Regions from separate parts of the Mus musculus genome. Here region 1 is linked to region 2. The links are chromatin contacts, called in public HiChIP or PLAC-seq maps. All regions are on one chromosome and are shown on one strand. The core of a region is the stretch at or near the end of the contact, and the rest is flanking DNA. Distances in the headings are between cores, read along the strand shown.

The links. HiChIP or PLAC-seq counts read pairs in DNA pulled down with a chosen protein or histone mark.
Region 1: an HNF4G HiChIP or PLAC-seq map of pancreatic cancer cells shows a contact between it and region 2. The contact joins two enhancer-like sites. A contact is called at or near these places in 2 of 484 Hi-C or Micro-C datasets (the 4T1 cell line and nephron progenitors) and 3 of 115 datasets of contacts at active chromatin or transcription factors (embryonic stem cells, kidney and pancreatic cancer cells).

Annotation. Positions count from the first base shown.
Region 1 is chr8:106,817,788-106,821,947 of GRCm38.p6, forward strand. Tango6 (transport and golgi organization 6) reads left to right here. Exons shown (of 18, transcript NM_173037.1): 17 at 669-782. Among named protein-coding and RNA genes, the nearest start is that of Gm34197, 27 kb to the right of the region's middle. Within about 2 kb of position 2,069, at least 59 of the 459 cell types and tissues checked have an H3K27ac peak or open chromatin away from gene starts, as enhancers often do. A contact at or near this core is called in pancreatic cancer cells, where this site is marked.
Region 2 is chr8:106,751,315-106,755,171 of GRCm38.p6, forward strand. All of the region lies in intron 14 of Tango6 (transport and golgi organization 6), which reads left to right. Among named protein-coding and RNA genes, the nearest start is that of Tango6, 70 kb to the left of the region's middle. Within about 2 kb of position 2,192, at least 11 of the 459 cell types and tissues checked have an H3K27ac peak or open chromatin away from gene starts, as enhancers often do. A contact at or near this core is called in pancreatic cancer cells, where this site is marked.

The DNA.
Region 1 (4,160 bases), core at 819-3,318, 66 kb after region 2:
CCACATCCCCATCCCTCCCCCACCTTCTCTTTCTCTTTCCTTCCTTCTTGTGTGGGCACATTTCACACTCGGGTCCTCGTACTTGAAACTGGCTGTGCTGACTTCCCAGAGTGGACACTAGGTTTGCAGGGCTGGGTGGGCAGCAGAGGGGAAGGAGTCTCTCTCTCCTCCTAACCCTGTGCTGCACAGAGGCTTAAGAACATCTGGCCGGGAACTGACACTCCTTAGCTAGGTCCTAGCACCTACCATGACCAGTCCCTCCTTCCTCTGATGTGAAGTTCCGAAAGACGAGCACCTAACACCCTTTCCCTAGGTTTAGAGAGAATCTTGCATTTTGACCTTTCCTTTTTTCAAAAACTCCCTGGTTCCATCCATGAATTTCCAATCAGATTATGACCTTTTCCAGGAAAGCTTGTCTATACCAAACCTCTGCCACTAAATCTCAGCTTCTTCTTTTTTTTTTTTGATTTTCCGAGACAGGGTTTCCCTGTGTAGCGCTGGCTGTCCTGGAACTCACTTCGAGGCTGGCCTTGAACTCTGAAATCCACCTGCCTCTGCCTCCCAAGTGCCAGACTGCTCCTGAGGACTGTGACTGAGAGAGACAGTTGGAGGCCTGTAGGTAATTATGCAACCCTGATTCCTCTTGACTTCTCCCATCTCCCTCCTAGGTGACAGCCTGCCTGATTGCTGTGGCTAAGACAGACAATGATGTTCAAGTGCGCAGAGCTGCAGTCCACGTAGTTGTGCTGCTGCTTCGGGGACTCAGCCAGAAAGCAACAGAGGTAAGCCCGCCTCCCCTTCCTTCCGTTGTCCTGATATCCAGTCTTCTTGTACAGGTCCAGCTCAACCCTTTTCTTAGATATGAGCTGGTCAACAGAGTTTTCATCATTTGCATCTCCAGCTAGAGTCTCTGCAGTGCATTAGAGTTGCACGGTAACTGACTCAGGAAAACCACACAGGCTTACCGAGGCCCTGAGTCCTGGCACTCTCGCGGGGCAGGTTCCAAGGTGAGCTTGGAGTGCAGTCACCGTGCTCTGCAGTCTGAACTCTGGTGAGTGGTATTTCTGACTCACTCCGTTGTTCATGCTTAGGCACAAGAGGCTTCATGTCAGAGACTGGCTTCCTTGCCAGGCCTGACTTCAGTCCATACTTCCACTGTGGCACTTTTTTCTTCCTTCAGGGGGTTTGATTGGACCTCTCCCTGGTGTATAGCTAATATAGGAAGAAAGTTTATGCATCCGAATGTGTGCCTAGATCAAGTGACCTCAAATTAATTTCTTTCTTGCTTCTAATGGAACCGCCTTCCCAGCTGATTTCAGATAGAGCCTGCATTAATAATTCACTTGCTGGCACACACAGACTCATCTGTGGCCTGCACATCAGTATTTAACCAAACCTCCAGGAAGCCATTGTGAGAGTGATTGTTCTGCCACACAGAACAGCTTTATTCATGCTTATAGTTACCGTGTCAGGTTGCGGAGGCCTGTTTGTACATGTAGGCACTCTCAGTCACCCTCTTCCCACCTCACACAGCCATGCTTCCTCCATCAGTACCTCCTTGCCATTGTTCAGCCCGGCAGCTGAACTTCCAAAGGGCCACTTCCCTGATCGTCACCCTCAGCTGCGCCTCTCTGCCTGCCCGCCTTCTCATGCGCCCTGTCTGTGGTGCGGGTTGGCCTGAATGAGCTCATGTGGCATGAACTTGTTTTAAAAGCCTGACTATCGTGGCCTCAACAAGTAAGGATCTGTTTTTGTCAAGTCTCAGGAACCAAGGATAGCAGGAGAGACAGTTCTAGGCACATTTACACCCTTTGGGGGGGGGGGCAGTTTCCTAGAATCACCACCCCTACCCCACCCCAACTTACTTTTGTTTTATTCATTAGCCAGAATGCTCACCTAACCACTCCCCACTGTAAGGTATCTCCATGTTGCAGTTAGCTGGCACATTTCTGCTTGGAACAGAATCAAAGTTTAGTTAGCAAAAAGGAAGGCAGGAAATGGATATTGGGACTGTGGCTAATAGTGACTCAAAGGACGTGGGGAGAAGGGTCTGGCTGAGTCACCAAGCTTCTCTAGAGGAGCAGTGTGCAGTGATGGAGTTCTCAGGGACGCGTGCACCATGACCTGACAATTCATAGAATTAAATGAATTATAAATTCTCAACAAAACACAGCTCTTATGGAAAACCTGTTGTACACATGAGAATTAAGAAACATCTGTGTTAGGTGGGTGGTGGTGCACGCCTTTAATTGTAGCACCAAGGGGCAGAGGCAGGTGGATCTCTGAGTTCCAGGCTAGCCTGGTCTGCAGAGCAGCCAAGGCCACACAGAGAAACCCTGTCTCAAAACAATACAATGCAATACAATACAAGAGAAAAGAAAAAGAAAGGTTTGCTGTTTTCTGTCTTAGTTAAGATCCACAGGGCTGGGATGTAGCTCAGCGGTCTAGCACCTGCCCAGCACTCAGCACAGGAAAAGCCCTAGACTCAATCACCAACCACTCAAGAAACAACTTAGGCTAGGCTTAGTGTCAGATATTTAAAATCCAGCATTTAGGAAGCAAGGCCGGTGGATCATGAGTTTAAGGATAGCCTGGGCTACAGAGCAAGAGCCTACCTCAAGCACAACACAACTTGTGAAGCTTTTGGCAAATATATCATGGTCCCCGTGTTGTTCTTGTTGCTGTTTTTTTTTTCCTTTTGGGGCCAGGGGTTGATTTACATGTTCTAGTCTGCACTAAACTATGTCCCTACTCAATATCACTATTCATATAAATTGCTAATAACTGGGAAGATGGGGTGAGGGGAATATCGGGACTCTATATTAAAATCTTCTATAAGCCTAAAATTAATTAACAATAAAAGTCGGTTTAAAGGCTGGACACATGGCTCAGTAGTTAAGATCATGCGCTGTTCTTGCATAGGGCCCAAGTTTCATTTCCAGTACCCATATTAGTCAGCACCCTGCTTCCTGTAACTCCAGCTTCAGCCAGTAGGATATATATCTGACCTCAGGCACACACAGATACACATCTACACACAAATAAATAATAAAATATATTTAATATTAAGTTACAGCTTTGTAAGGAGAAATCTAAGCTCAGTGTGTTGGTTTACCCTCGTAATCCCAAAACTTGGAAGCTAGAAGCAGGAGGGACAGGGGTTAAAGTTCATTGTCTGCTACAGAACAGGAGCTCCTGGGCCGCATGCATTCAATGAAGCGGATCTCTGAGACTCTAGCTGTGGAGTGTAGCTTACTTGGAAACCTCATACTTCGTGGTTAAAGGCCCTGATTTTGACCCCTAAGGCCCAAAAAGAAAAAATTCTGTTAGTTCATGAATCCTTAGCAAGTGTGAGTTACAGTATGCACACATGAACACACACAAAGGAGAATGTGTATGTGTGTGTGAGTTAGAGAGAAATGATGGGCTTGCACAGTGAAAGATGAAGCGGAAACTCCAAGCCAGCTGTGCTGTCGTGTGCCTGTGATCCTGGCACTCAGGGGTTGAGAGCAGGAGGATCAGGTGGCTGCGCTGGCTACATGGCAAGGTCAAGACTGACATGGGTTACAGGAAGGGAAATGAACGGAAACATTATCCTGGTGTCTCTCGTCTGTAACTAGCTAATGGAAGCAGCACTCTACCTCGTCGAACAGGAATCAGCCTGTGGTCTTGCAGATCTTTGTCACTTTCAAAATGTGGTGTAGACAGGAAATGCCTCTCCTGTTCTCCAAGCCTCATTCTACTCGCACTCACTGAAACTTATAGGTTGTGCTTACGCAGTGAGTGAAGGAAAGGAAGGAGGACGGAAAGACTGTCTCCCCACTGCATCCCTGAGACCAGGTGTGTGGAATCTTGTAAGCGTGGTGTGATTACACCCGGGGCGCTGTAATGAGTGGAGACACTGGCCAGAGCTCACGCTGACATTTCTCCTTGGAGCTGTTTTGCCCCCCAGGAACAGCTGAAGTGAAAACCCTGCTCTGTTGGTGAAGTTGTGTATTTTCTGTTCTGTCCCGCTCCATCACTGTCTCTACAGCTACAGCCAGAAGACAATGCTGGGTTTCATCTGTTGCTCATGGATGTGAAGCCCAGAACCTGTGGTGATGGCATCTGGACAGGGAGGGAGAGGGATAGAGCAGGATAAAGAGGGAAGCCACCACTGC
Region 2 (3,857 bases), core at 942-3,441:
GAATGTAGTCCTGTGAAGTTTGCCTTCTCCATTTATGTCCTTGAAACAGGAAGATTTCTTTCTGCTCTGATCGGGTTTCTGTAGAGCCTAGCTGAGGACTGATCGCGTCTCTAGTGTCTCTCCTTAGGCATTCAGTAAAGCCCTGAGATGAGCAGGGAAGTAAACACTGTCCTCATCCTTTAGAACTTACACTTGCGATGTAATTTACATTTCTAAAATGTCCCAAATTGTAAACAATGCAAGTCAGTGTTTCTTAGTATCTAGAGATGTAACCCAACATTTGAGAAGGCAAGACAGGAGGTTCTACTGTTCAAAGTCACCCTTGGCTACAAAGTAAATTTAATGCCAGCCTGAGCTGTCTTTCTGAGCCCCTCTCCCCATAAAAAAGGAGGTCTGGGGAGATGGAAATTTTTTCTTTCTAATTTGTAATACTTGTCCTTACATATGCCAGGCAAGTGCTATATCACACCACTAAACTCATCACACACCCCCATCCCATAATCAGCCACCAAACCCAGACACTATTGCATATGCCAGCAAGATTTTGCTGAAGGGACCCTGATATAGCTGTCTCGAGTGACACTATGCCAGTGCCTGGCAAATACAGAAGTAGATGCTCACAGTCATCTATAGGATGGAACACAGGGCCCCCAATGGAGGAGCTAGAGAAAGTACCGAAGGAGCTGAAGGGGTCTGCAACCCTATATGTGGAACAACAGTATGAACTAACCAGTACCACTAGAGCTCATGTCTCTAGCTGCATATGTATCAGAAGATGGCCTAGTCGGCCATCATTGGGAAGAGAGGCCCCTTGTTCTTGCAAACTTTATATGGCCCAGTACAGGGGAACGCCAGGGCCAAAGTGGGAGTGGGTGGGTAGAGGAGCAGGGCGAGAGAAGGGTATAGGAAACTTTCAGGGTAGCATTTGAGATGTAAATAAAGAAAATAACTAATTAAATAAAAAACAAAAACTCATCACCCCTGAGCTACGTTTTGTCTCAGTAATTGCCTTATCTAGACAGTCACATAAATGGAGTCATATGGCAATGGAGTCAGACCCCTGTTTTTTCTTTCCATAGAGAATTATTTTTTAAAGTTCTTCCTGACTATAACATGGCTAATTCCTTTTTTTTAAAGATTTATTTATTGGTTATAAATAAGTACACTGTAAGTACACTGTAGCTTCAATGTTTTTATCCATGTTATTTATTAACAACGATCAAAAAGTGGAAACAACTCAGCTGTCCAGCAGCCACCGCAGGAGACAAATGTGACTGTTCAGCAGCTGACTAATTCAGTGCCCGAGTAAACACTGGGAAACTCTTCAGACACTCCAGAAGAGGGCGTCAGATCTCGTTACGGAGGGTTGTGAGCCACCATGTGGTTGCTGGGATTTGAACTCTGGACCTTCGGAAGAGCAGTCGGGTGCTCTTACCCACTGAGCCATCTCACCAGCCCGGCTAATTCCTTTTTATAAATTATTTTTTCATCAGTTGATAAACAGCTGAGTTGTTTGTATCTTTAACATTATCTCTCTCTCTGTGCATGTGTATATGTGTGTTGTGCCTGTGTGTGTGTGTGTGTGTGTGTGAGAGAGAGAGAGAGAGAGAAAGAGAGAGAGAGAGAGAGAGAGAGAGAGAGAGAGAGAGAGAGGGAGAGGGAGAGGGAGAGAGAGAGAGAGAGAGAGAGAGAAAGAATATACATGCAAGTGTGTGTGTGTGTGTGTGTGTGTGTGTGTGTATACACAATCTGTAAGAGAGAGCCTGTTCTCTCTTGCCGTCCAGTGGATTGGTTCTAGGCTAAGTCAGTTCGTCACATGTGGTAGTGAGCACCCCCCATCTCCCATCTTCTGGGCCTGAGAGATTGCTCTTTGCCTCCTAGGATTCATAGGTTGTTTAGAATTTTTCAAATAATAGTAGAAATTGATCCTGTTGTTTGCTTTAGTTTTTACTTATGTGTGTGGGTGTTTTTTTTATGTATGTATGTTTTTTCTTATGTATGTATGTATGTATGTATGTATGTATGTATGTATGTATGTTGGTGCATCATATGTATGTCTGCAGAGGCCAGAAGAGCACTAGACCCTCTGGAACTGAAGTTTCAGGCAATTGTGGGTAACCATGTGGGTTCTGGGAAGTGATTGTGGATCCTCTGTCAGAGCAGCCAGTGCTTTTAACAGTTGAGCCATCTCTCCAGCCCCCCCTTGTTGTTAGCCTAAAAAAAAAGGAGTAGCCAGATAGTGATAGCACATGACTGTACTCTGTCACAGAGGTGGGGAATCTCTGAGGACAGCTTGGTCTTCATAGTAAGTGTCAGGACAGTCAGGGCTACACAGAGAAACAAATAAACAACAACAAAACAAATAAAGCCCCTAAAACAGAACAAAACAAATAAAAGGGAAGCAGAGTGCTGACAGACGTCAGTGATTCCCAGTGTTTACTCGGGCACTGAATTAGTCAGCTGCTGAACAGCCACATTTGTCTCCTGCGGTGGCTGCTGGACAGCTGAGTTGTTTCCACTTTTTGATCGTTGTTAATAAATAACATGGATAAAAACATTGGATTCTATCAGTCATCCTGAAATATAAGAAAGCATTATAGTTTTATCTATCTATCATCTGTCTATATATCTATCACTCATCTGTCTGTCTGTCCGTCTGTCTACTTTTTTTTTTTTTTTGACAGAGCCTTATGGACTCTCTTCTGACCTTAGACTTGAAGTTCAAGGATGGCCTTGAACTTCTGACTCCTCCCTCCTCCTCCCTAGTGCTAGGATTCCAGGCATATGTCCCCATGTCAGCTTGGTTTATGTGTTGCTCAGGAGTGAACCATGGCTAGGCAAGCACTCTACCAATTATTTTTTGTTTTTGTTTTTGTTTTTTTGTTTTTTTAAAGGCAGACACTATATTTAGCCTTGGCTAGCAAGGAACTCACTATGTAGACCTGCCTGGCCTTAAACTTACAGAGATCCACCTGCCTCTACCTTCCTAGTTCTGAAATTAAAGACGTACACCATCATGCCTGGCTCTCTAACAACAACAACAACAACAACAATAACAACTTCTTCTTCTTCTATATATGTAATTATATATATTTATTATTATTATCATCATTATTATTATAATATGTAAGTACACTGTAGCTGTCTTTAGACACATCAGAAGAGGGCATCAGATCTCATTATGGATGGTTGTAAGCCACCATGTGGTTGCTGGGATTTGAACTCAGGACCTTTGGAAGAGCAGTCAGTGCTCTTACCCATTGAGTCATCTCACCAGCCCCTAACAACTTTTTTTTTTCTTTTTCCAATTTTTTACTGGGTATTTTCTTTATTTACAATTCAAATGCTATCCCGAAAGTCCCCTATACCCTCTCCCCCCTGCTCCCCTACCCATCCACTCCCACTTCTTGGCCCTGGTGTTCCCCTGTTTATACTGGGGCATATAAAGTTTGCAAGAACAAGGGGCCTCTCTTCCCAATGATGGCCGACTAGGCCATCTTCTGCTACATATGCAGCTAAAGACACGAGCTCTGGGGGTACTGGTTAGTTCATATTGTTGTTCCACCCTCAGGGTTGCAGACCCCTTCAGCTCCTTGGGTACTTTCTCTAGCTCCTCCATTGGGGGCCCTGTGTTCCATCCAATAGCTGATTGTGAGCATCCACTTCTGTGCTTGCCAGGCACCAGCATAGCCTCACAAGAGACAGCTATATCAGGCCCTAACAACTTCTTAAATGAAGGTTTGCTGGTACTCACAAAAGCTAGAGGAGTGTGGAGCTGGAACCAGAGTTTTTGAAGATTCCTAATCTTTTGTACTTCATCTTATTATTGTTCTCAAGGTCTACATGATGCCTACACC